Linked DNA regions of Mus musculus: region 1 is linked to region 2. A link is a contact called in public HiChIP or PLAC-seq data. All regions are on one chromosome and are shown on one strand. The core of a region is the stretch at or near the end of the contact, and the rest is flanking DNA. Distances in the headings are between cores, read along the strand shown.

Region 1 (5,813 bases), core at 1,809-4,308, 730 kb before region 2:
TTGTTCCTCTGTTGATTTTGTTACCCTCTATCAGCAGGCGTGGGAGACAAGCTCTCTTCTCTGAGTTTCAGTGGTCAGAGCAGTCTCTGTAGGCAAGCTCTCCTCTTTCAGGGAAGGTGTACAGTTATCTGGTGTTTGGACCTCCTCCTGGCTGAAGGTGAAGGCCCAAAACAGGATCTTTCCCAGAAGCTGTGTTGCTTTGGCCAGGAAGGTGGCCAGTTGTCTGGAGTCGAAGATGTCGCCGCCTGAGAAGCTCTGTGGCTCTTGTCCGGAAGGAGGCCGGCCGTCTGGAGCTGAGGATGGCACTGCCTCAGAAGCTCTGTGGCTCTTGCCGGGAAGGTGGCTGGTTGTCTGGAGCTGAAGATGGCGCCGCCCAGAAGCTCTGCGACTCTCGCCCGTCCCAGAAACGGCTGGCACTCTGTATTCCACACGGTCACCCGTGCAGCCTGCCCTCCGCGGAGTCCCGGAGCCAAGAAGGCTCCCGCCGGCGCCTGTGCCACAAACCTCTCAGGCCGGGCAGACCCCCATGCTCTCACCAGGAAGGTGGCCGGCTGTCTGGAGCTGAAGATGGCGCCGCCCAGAAGCTCTGCGACTCTCGCCCGTCCCAGAAACGGCTGGCACTCTGTATTCCACACGGTCACCCGTGCTCCGCGGAGTCCCGGAGCCAAGAAGGCTCCCGCCGGCGCCTGTGCCACAAACCTCTCAGGCCTGGCAGACCCCCGTGCTCTCACCAGGAAGGTGGCCGGCTATCTGGAGCTGAAGATGGCGCCCACCATGGAATCTAGGCTTTTTAATATAAGTAATTTCTAACTTAAAAAATTTTTTTTTACTTACTTAAATTATATTAATTTTATTGTAATTTATTAATTATTTAATTATTAAATACATTATTAAATTAGGTTAAATTAAAAATATTTACTTAAAAGTTAAAAAAAAAAACCCTTTCGATGTTCATGTTAAAGAAAGTAAGTAATGAGAAGAAAGCTCCTAGAGGTTCTGTTTCAGTCTAACCTTAGAGAGAAATTAGATGTAATTAATAAGAAATACATACATTTTTAAATTCAGCTCCAGTGATCATTCTCTCCTGCGATCAGGCCACCAAGCTTATCATTTAAATGATTTTCACTTAGCATTTCCATTTAAAGAGGGCTCTGCTGCTGAAGTCAGAAGTGAATGCTGTAGTCATCTTTCAACTGGTGCCAGCCCCATTTTCATCAATCCCTTTTCAGTCACCTCCTTCTGTGACCTTAAAACAATTATAGGAGGTGTCTCTCCACACATTCAGCTCAGCATCCAGAGCCACGTGGCCCTGACAAGGCACCCTAGCCAAACACAGGTGTCCATGATGGGAACACTTAAGTGAAGAGACTTCCCTCAGACATGCCAACCCTCACAGTTCTTTGGAGATCCCAGCCAATTGTAAGCATTTCTGTTAAGCAGATAGGAATTCTGCCTACAGGAGAGCACATATGTGGCTCTACTCAGGAGAGTGTGTGGTCTGTGGGCCGGCCAGAGGGCTTGTTCCAAGTAGATGGGCTTGGCCTCTTCTCCATGCCCTCTTCCTCTTTCCCCTGGTACTTTGCAGGCTGAGTTCTTAACATCCAGTTTCTGTCTAAGCTTTTTCAGTTTGGGTTCACCTTTCCTGCTGATGTCTTTGATGAAAGTCCTGAAGTACAGAGCTCCTCTACTCAGGTCAGAGAAACTAAATGAAGTTTGAGAGACCTAACAAAAGCAGGACTTACCCTTGTGCTCCTTCCAGCTCACACCACACACACACACACACACACACACACACACACACTTATACATGTAAAAACACATGTACCACATACACACATGCATGTAGGCACACTAATGTGCACACAAATACACACTCTTCATATGCACAAAACACAAACATAGCACATACAAATTCACACACATAACGTACTGTGCACACAAACATATATACACATATACCACACTACACACACACCAGTTATACATGTAAAAACATAGGTACCACATATACATGTGTATAGGTACTTACATGCTTTAATGTGCACACACATACACAAAAATACACACACACACTTCATATGCACAATATACAAATATACCACATACAACATATACAACAAACACACAAACATAACACACACTGCATGCACACACTATGTACTACATGTACATCATAGTATACTACACACATACATACCCACTACACACATACATACCACTCCACACACACACACACACACACACACACCTTCCTGCATGAAGCCTATTCATCTCAAGGCTTCCTCTGACCCCTGTTATTTTAGAATGTTCAAAATCCTTTCTCAGTCACACTATTTATAGACTTTTGGGGTCATTGAAAGGCAAACATCATTAAACTCTTTTCCATGGGGCTGTAAAGAGATGGGCTTCTTAGGGGTACTTAATATAAAATTTGTAAAACTTTTAAATATACCAAAAACTTCCCAACAGTTGAATCCAATCTAAGGTTCCTTCAAACCACACACCACTGAGCTATGGGTGGTGACAGATTGTATGCACAGCAAGCAATGGAATGCCCCCAACAGCCCCTGGTGCAAGAAGAGCTCTGTGGATTTTCCCCTAATGCAGTGGGTGGATGGGGCTGCATCCTGATGTAGTCTTCTGCCTTCTGGACCACAAGGGCTGGGGACACAGAACAGTTGTCCCTGAGATCTAACTACACTGAGAAGGCTCCACCACTTTCTTTCTAAGACACGTGTGCTTACATTTCCTGACTTTTTTTTTTTTTCTGTTGTCATAATGTTCCCTTCTTTTAGCAGGCAAAGGCAATAGTTGGTTGTAAGAAGTGTTGTGCTTTACTGAACTGGCTGTTCTGTAAGAGCTCAGAACTCTGGATCGATGTCAGAACCAGTGTTAGCTTCTTGTGAAGCGTGACGGCGGAGCTCACTGCCGGAAGACGAGAACGAGAGTCTGTAGACCCAGCTGGAGAGTGTCTGGGGCAGAGTCTGGCACCACACAACAGCATGTTCTCCAGGGAGTGAGGCCTCCATTTCCAAGGGGAGCTTCCAGAAAGTGAGAGGATGAGCTGGTGGAGGATCACCAGCCACTTCTCTTCCCCAGCAGCCAGCTGCAGAGAGGCTCTCCTGGAACTCAAGATAATAAAACCAGCAAGCGGGGGGTCAACTGCTGCCCCCGTCCTGAGGCAGCTGCTGGTGTCACAGATCTGTTCTGCAGCTGTCAGCTTAGAGGGTCACCCAGTAGAACATCCTGTCACAAGAAGCTCTCAAGGCCGTTGGCAGGTTTTTTTCCTGAAAAGTTACTGCACTTTTTGTTTTCTTCTAAGCAAACTTTATTTGCCTGATTTTTTTTTTCTCACTGAACATAGACTTTCTGTCCTTGTACACCTAGGCTTTAAATACCCTTGGGGAGAGCTCTCAGCTGGCATCTGGGTGGGTGGCGGGGAGCTTTCAGGTCAGACTGCCCCAGGATCTACCCCGAAGTGAGAAAAATGATTTGGGCTAAGTTTCTCCATTTTGGGTTAAAGGCTCTGTGGAGAATTCTCCCTTGGCCTGAGTGGCCTTTCCTGGGCAGACTGAAGATGGAGTGCAGGCTGGCCAACTGATGTCTAGATCAAACTCGCAGGAAACCTCAATCCCTTGGGCAGCTGAACTCTCACTATCTGAGACCAGCTAGGATTATTTTCTTACTTCATTTAATCAGTCAGTTGATAGTTTGACAGATGAGGTCATTGTGTCCAGTGTGAAGTAGAGTGAAAATTATGCAGTAGTTTAGACCACAGCTTGGTTTATCACCCCCAGTGCACGCAGCACTCCTAACGAGATCATTATTGGGCTCTGATGGAAAGAAATGTTCAGTTCCCAGGTGCCCATGCTTTCTGGAATAGATTGAGTGAAGTTCGCTCTTCCTCAAGCTGGGAAATGACGTTCTCAGGGTTTCCTTTCAACATGTCTGCTCCAAGGCAAAAACTTCACTGATTAATACTTTCCAGGGACAAGGAGCTGGCGAGGAAGACTGGCCGAGCTTTATCATCCGACTGTCCATCAAACTGCTATCATCATTACCATACTCAGAGTAGTCAAGTAATCAGACAAGTTCCAGACGTGCAGAATTGACAGAGAGTCTGGGAATTAGTCCCACTTTAAGAAATGTCCTTAACATAATATTTTTTCTGTGGTGCTTTTTAATCAATTGTGTGTGTGTGGGTTGGGGCACAGTATTGCTATATGGTTCAGGCTACCTTGAAGTCATAGCAATCCTACTGCTTCAGTTTTCTCACTGGTGGGATTAAAGGCATGTATCTCTAAACTGCCCTTTAATTTAACATGTTACCCAGGATAGTACACAGGATTTTCTTTGTGACTTCTCCATCTTCATTTTCACAGGTCCTATTTTTGTCGTAGTTATTATTTATCGTTTGACAGCATCTCACTACATAGCTTCAGCTGGCCTCAGATTTACAGTCCTCCTGCCTCAGTCTCCTAACTGCTTGGGGTCACAGCTTGGCATCCTATGTCTGGCTCTATTGATTTATTTTTTTCTGTTAAAAATGAAGAAAAAATTAAAGCACTGATTGTGTTACAAAAATTGAGCAAGAATATCTGTAGTGAGAATTTTGGTTTCTTGTTTGTTTGTTTGGTTTGGTTTGGTTTTTTTGGTTTTTCGAGACAGGGTTTCTCTGTATAGTTCTGGCTGTCCTGGAACTCACTCTGTAGACCAGGCTGGCCTCGAACTCAGAAATTTGCCTGCCTCTGCCTCCCAAGTGCTGGGATTAAAGGCGTGTGCCACCACACCCGGCGAATTTTGGTTTCTTTAAACATAGAAATGTTATGTGAATGTGTTTCTGTTTTAATCCCAGGTATGGATATGAGGCTGCTTCAGATCATGCACAGAAGCTAACTCTGATTTCTTACATGCTGTAGCCTGGGCGTGATTCTGCTAGCTGAAGACAGTTTATGTTTGGAATTCTGGGGACTCTTAAGTGGGTATAAAACGCCAGAGCCCCTAGGGACTGTGGTGGCTGCTGCTCCCGGCAGTTCCTGCTACTTCCTGCTGCTGCTTTTGCTGTTTAGTGGATTCCTGGTTGCTGGTTGAAGATATCCAGATGATGATGATGATGATGATGATGATGAAGATTGGACCTGCACCAAGGACCTCAACACCCCTAAACAACAGGAAGTGGTTTAAGAATTCCAATGTCCCCTTTCTTCTCTCACCTTCTCTCTCTCCTACTACCTAGTGTCAGGGGATTGGAAGGGATAAGGGAGGCGAAGGATAGTAGGGAAAACAACTCAATAAAGTACCCAAAAGTATGGTTACAAATGTCTGCAATTCTCACTGAGTAATTTGGATCTGCTTGACAGCTGGTGGTATGGTTGGAAGGGGTGGGGTCTTTAGGAAGTGGGACCTCCATTCTCCTTTTATGTTCATCTCAGGTATTTTGTTACAGGATAACAAACAAGTCCTTAGGCTTCAGCAGGAGCTGAAGCACCCGCAGGTCTGACTTCTGGCTGAACAGATAGATCTCCATTCTTTCCATTTAGCGGAAGACTTCTTTGGGTGGCCAGCAGCGAGTATCTTGTTATCCCACCTGGCCATTCTCCCGGCCTTCTAGCTTTTGCTATTTCTGATACCTCCCATCTTTCTTCTTTTAAAACATGCTTCTGTCTAGCATCATTCCTTGAGAAGACTTCGATAACCTCAGACTGAGATGGCTTAAGAATCACCACCCTGGAGAACAGAAAAGACACAGACTGAGACACGTGATGCCCTAGGCTGTTCTTGAGTTATGAGGTGGGAAGACCCCAGCCAAGGCA
Region 2 (5,567 bases), core at 288-2,787:
TTTCTCTCACTCTGCATTCCTTAGTTGTCTGTCATTCTTTGTGTAGGTTTGAGGTCACTTGGTCTTTCCCTTGTCCACTTTGGCCTGTTGTTGTCCTTGTTCAGCTCAGGTGTAGTCAGACATGTTTTTTTGTTTGTTTGTTTTTTGTTTTTTAAAGCACTTTGTATTTATAGCTTTCTTTTCTTCTCTTCTCTTTTCTTTTTAAAGATTTATTTTATTTACATGAGTACACGGTAGCTGTCTTCAGACACACCAGAAGAGGGCACCAGAAGAGGGCATCAGATCCCATTACAGATGGTTGTGAGCCACTATATGGTTGCTGGGAATTGAACTTTGGACCTTCAGAAGAGCAGTCTGTGCTCTTAACTGCAGAGCCATCTCTCCAGCCCCTTAGTCATGTTAATGAGACTTTCAGGGTATAGATTCTGACATTACTAGGAGACACAGTCTGAGAGCAAACTCCCTGATCCTCTGGCTCTTACAGTCTTTCTACTCCCTTTTCTACAGTGTTCCCTGACCCCTAGGCGTGGGAGTTGTCTTGTAGATGTATCCCTTGGGACTGTGTTCCACAACTCTGCATTTCGATTGTTACGAGTTTGTGTCATGGTCTCTGTTGTAAGTGGATCGTTAAAATGGATCTGTTGCAAAGAAAAGTTCCACGGAGGGATGAGGACTAGGAGCCTTCAGTAAATGAGAACATGTGACATTTGTCTTTCTGGGTCTGAGTTACCTTACTCAATATGATCTTCCTATCTACTTAACCTGTAAACATAATGATTTTATTTACATCTGAATAGTATTCTGTAGTATTCTACATTTTTCATTATAAAAGAGCAACTAGAAATAAAGCATCAAAAGGTCCATACAGGCATCTGATTTGCACAGTGTATTCCATGAAGGACAATTATGATTGTGCTCGGGCATATGGTGATTTGTCATTTGGAAAAAAAAAAAAGTTTATTCTTGACTGCCTTGGGAGGGTAGAATAGGCAGACCCACTGCCAAAACAGCATCGATCCATTCACAGTGGTAGTTGCCTCACAGCCCAGATGCCTCCTGTCAGGTTTTACCTCTGGCACCAGCACTCTGGGGATCTACTTCCTAACGGCTGTTGGGGGCATGTTGAAAGCAAAGCACACGGCAAGGTCAGCAGATCAGGGAATGGTGGCCATCCATGAAATAGAGAGCAGTGCAGGGCTAAGGGTGGAGGTCTGTGGTAAGTTGTTTACAGGCATATGTGCAGCTCAGGGACCAGTGCCCAGCACTTCAAGGCAGAGAGAATGAAGAAAAAGGTGTGTTAGAGGAGAAATGCTTTTGTGTGTTCTCCTAGGTAGATTAGGATTAGCTAATTTGAATAATGTTAGCAGTCTTGGGCTGTTAGCATTGTCCCTTGTTGTTGCCTAGTCAAGGGGTGATCAGGACAAAGAATATTGTCCTAGAGTGTAATACAGAAGGTAGGCCCTCTGGTTAGTTTGCATGGAAAGTACATGCTGCTGGCAGGAAGAGCTGCTATCTATCTCTAGGGGTCAGCTGAGGTAGGAGCAGGCCTGTCCTGTCAGCACAATATCCAGAACACAACAGAAGCATACACAGTGTCTGCACAGGCAAGATAACTATCCCAAAATCCTTGATGACATAGGTCATGCTAAGTGTCTTCTAAAATTATAATCCTGTTTCATTCAGGGCTTTGGTAAGTCCTAGGAAATTAAGGAAACAAGAATCTATACCAGGACTTCTGATACTGAGATTTATCCTGTTTGAAGCTGGGCAGTGGTGGCAGGTCTCTGAGTTTGAGGCCAGCTTACTCTAAGGAGTGAGTTCCAGGATAGCCATGGGAAACACTGCCTTGAAAAACAAAACAAAACAAAAAACAAAATTTTATTCTGTTTTGAAGTGAAAGTTATTTAGGAAAGTAGTTCTCATCTTTGAGCAGAGACAGAGGTGACAAGTGAAGTGTTTGGAACAGGAGTCACAACTCTGTGATGGTTAGTCTTGTCAGCTTGGTTGAATTGAGAAATGCCTAGGACATTGGCAAAGCACACCTGTGGAAGTGTCTGTGAGGGCGTTTCCAGAGAACATAGATCACAAGGCCTCTGACCTACCGAGTGAATTAGTCACCAGGTGGAGTCATAAATGATTATATTATTGGGATGGGTGAAGCAGAAGGCAGGGCCTAGTCAGAAGAAGCAGGTCACATTGGAAGGGAAGTGTCATGGGCTGAGCCTTGCTGTCCTTTCCCCACTTGTCTCTGCTTCCTTCCTGCCCCATGAGTGAACTACCCTCCTTGGTCTGGCTGAGCCCTTCCACCATGATGAAGGGAACCCTCTAAAACCATGAGCCCAAGTGAGTAATTCCACCTTTTTAACTGTATTTTGGTCAGAGCAATGTAGAAGTGGCATGTGATGATCTCCCATGTGCTTTGACTTTCAGGGAGAGGTCCCGAAGCTACCAGTACAAGTTGTAATGATCATCCAAAGTGTCCATTGAACACAATTAGGAAAAAAATTTGTAAACTAAGCAAAGAATCTCCCCAACCACTTTAAGTGACAAAACAGTAAACCTATTTCCCAGCTTTTTTCTTTCTGGACTTGACTTAATGGCATTTCCAGTGAAAATCGGGGGGAGGGGGTGGTGGCGGGGATGGGGTTGGGGATCTAAAGTGGTTGAAAGGAGTGGGAGCCACTTCTTTCCATCTGGGTGTCAAGACTGAGAAAGATTCTGAGCAGACCTGTGAGAGCCTATGAGTATATTAGTGCCTTTTCTAGACGCTATGACAAATATCAGACAAAAACAGAGAGGAGGGGTCACGTTTGAGGGTTCAGTCCATCCCGGCAGGGAGGCGGGGAGCAAGAAGGCTCTTGGCAATGCCATATGAGTACAAGTTGATCTTCCACATTTCAGAGAACCAGGAAACAGAGAAAGGGGTGTACTGGTGCTCAGCAGGTGGTTTCCTCTTTATCCAGCCCAGGACTCCAGCCCACGGGGTGTTGCCCCCCACATTCAGGGCAGGCGCTTCCCCTTCGACTGCTCTCTGGATGACTCAGCAAACAATGTGCTGCATTAATGCCCTCGTTTCTTACTCCAATCAGGTTGACAGTCAGGATTCACTTTCACAGTGTATGTTGATGAAAGGAGTGAATTTAAAGTTTGCTTAACAAATTCCTGAAACTAAACAAGTGGCAAATCTTGGGCTTTAAGGTAGGAATAGTTGGGGCTGGAGAGATGGACCAGTGGTTAAGAGCATGTACTGCCCTTGGGGGCATCGGAGTTAAGTTCTCAGCACCCATGTTGGGTGTCAGCACCCATGCTGAGTGACTCACAATGGCCTATATTTCCAGTTCTAAGGGATCCAACACTCTCTTCTGGCCTCCATGGGCACCTGTTCTTACTTGTATACACATTCAAATAAATAAAAAGAATAAAAAAGAGCTAGGTGTGCTACCATATGTTTTTAATCCTAGCACTCATAAGGCAGAGGCAGGTGGATTGCTGTGAGATCAGCCAGCCTGGTCTACATAGTGAAGTCTAGGTCAATTGGAGCAACATAGTGAGACCCTGCCTCAATAAAATAAAATAGTGTGTAGGGGTTGAGGTAATTCACTAATGAAGTGCTCTCCGTGCAAACTTGAGAACCCAAGTTCCATCTTTAGCACCCATGTTTAAAAGACATCAAAGCAGTACTCATCTACGATCCTAGCGGTGGGGAGCCACAGACTGGAGGATCTCTGAGACTCTCTGGCTGGCCAGCTTAGTCAGATCAATAAGCCCCAGGTCCTTGCTTTAAAAACCAAGGTGTATATTGTCTGAGGAATGCCATCCATGATTGACCTCTGTCTTCCACATGCACCCAAACGCATGTTTGAATTAAAAAATGAAATAAAAGGAGGTGGACATGACCACTCCTAAAGTGCAGAGAAGATTTTTATTGTAGGTATCGGAGAAAACAGGCAGAGAGGAGTCCAGGATGAACATGGCCGGCACACTAAACAGGACCACGAGAGGAGAGACTGGGAGGGAGATGAAGAGAGGAGTCCCACACCAAGGAAATGGAGCTAAGAAAAGGCTGAGAGTAGGGATTAGGGTGAGAAGAGCTGGGAGGAGCCACAGGTTCTGAGGGCTGCTGGGAGACTGGCAGTGTCTCCTCTAATATGTAAATAAGCACTTCAGTATTTGTCTGGGTTGCTGAGAACTAAGCCACCAGAAACCCCCAATAAAGAGGAATATTTAGAGGCAGAGGCGCTGCTGTTACTTTTACGCTGTTAAGGAATAGAATTGTTCCATCCAAGGCTAGAAGGCAGTTGTTTTGTCTGGAGTGTTGGAGACTGGATCCATGCCTCATGCATGCTGAGCAAATATTCCACCACTGAACCACATTTCTAGCCTCAAACACAGTTTTAAAACTGAGTTGTGAAGCAAGAAGCCACGCTACAGAGAGTTTGTCCAAATCTTTACAAATTACAAAAGTGTTCAGTTGCAAACCCAGGACAGGACAAAGTGTCTATATATAAAGTGGGCCTGACCACCAGATTCTCCCAGCATCCTTCACTGTTGTTTTTAAAAACAAAATTTCCAACCATTTGACTTTAACAATGAAGACTCAGGAGCCAGATGCTGTGGTGAAAGCCTGCGAGCTCAGAGAGGCAAAGAAATCACTCAGCTGACCTTCCTACTCCACCAATGTCCCAGAAGGAAAAAGTCCTCCACAATGTTTTAAATAACCTTCAACTCAGTGTTTCTCCTTTCTACTTCCTTATGTCTACTCCCTATCAGCTGCTTGCTTGCTCCACCTCTCTAGGTAGATGATAGATAGAGTCATATATATATATGATTATATGATAAAGTTGACTTTATTCAATATTCAATCCTGTTTACAGAAAGCTCTTTGGATTAAAGGTGTATGATGCTAGGCTGAGGTTTTTTTCAGTTTACAATCTTGGGGTTCATAATGTGATCAAGCATCCTGCAACATCTCACTTTCTACCTTTTACAGATATGGCTGGCAAACCTGGTCTCCTAACCTAAACTCTCCAGCCCAGAGTCTGGGCTGCCCTTCCTCCAGAGGCTTTTCCCTATACAACCCAGGCATTTTGGTTACCCACCCCTTTTGTACTTATGGCCTTCTGACTGCTGTACCTGGTTCCCCTCTCTTCTCTCTTTCCCTCCTCCTCCTCCTCTCTCCACATGGCCCAGCTCAGCCTAGCCATGCCCACTCTGGACTCTCCCAGATGCCCCTGCCTCTGCTATGCTCTTCCTTTTATCTAGGAGCAGTCGTGTCCTTTCCTTTTTTATTTATATATTTTTAATTAGAATGTGACTTGAGTGAGGACAGGTATCCTGGCCAAGGTGTCACAGCAAGTTCCAGGAATTACAATTTCCATCAAATACATACAAGCATTTTGATCTGCCACACCATTAGAGTTCATCCTACCTTGCTGTGCGATTACATAAATCCATTTGTAACTCCTACAGGGTCTTGATAGAAACTAGAAAGTTAGGAATGTCTTCTTTCTTTAGCATTGACAGCATGAAAGTCAGACTCACAAGACTAAGGGGAAAAATTCCTCATA

What was found. HiChIP or PLAC-seq counts read pairs in DNA pulled down with a chosen protein or histone mark.
Region 1: a contact with region 2 is called in an H3K27ac HiChIP or PLAC-seq map of heart atrium, with 9 times the contacts expected there. The contact joins two enhancer-like sites. A contact is called at or near these places in 2 of 15 datasets of contacts at CTCF or cohesin (large pre-B cells and pro-B cells), 1 of 484 Hi-C or Micro-C datasets (bone marrow-derived macrophages), 4 of 115 datasets of contacts at active chromatin or transcription factors (embryonic stem cells, heart atrium, large pre-B cells and 1 more) and 1 of 9 other capture datasets (embryonic stem cells).

Annotation. Positions count from the first base shown.
Region 1 is chr14:62,256,551-62,262,363 of GRCm38.p6, reverse strand. No RefSeq gene overlaps it. Among named protein-coding and RNA genes, the nearest start is that of Dleu7, 34 kb to the left of the region's middle. Within about 2 kb of position 3,058, at least 22 of the 459 cell types and tissues checked have an H3K27ac peak or open chromatin away from gene starts, as enhancers often do. A contact at or near this core is called in heart atrium, where this site is marked.
Region 2 is chr14:61,527,146-61,532,712 of GRCm38.p6, reverse strand. It overlaps Spryd7 (SPRY domain containing 7), which reads left to right. Exons shown (of 5, transcript NM_025697.4): 5 at 1-862. Among named protein-coding and RNA genes, the nearest start is that of Spryd7, 27 kb to the left of the region's middle. Within about 2 kb of position 1,537, at least 15 of the 459 cell types and tissues checked have an H3K27ac peak or open chromatin away from gene starts, as enhancers often do. A contact at or near this core is called in heart atrium, where this site is marked.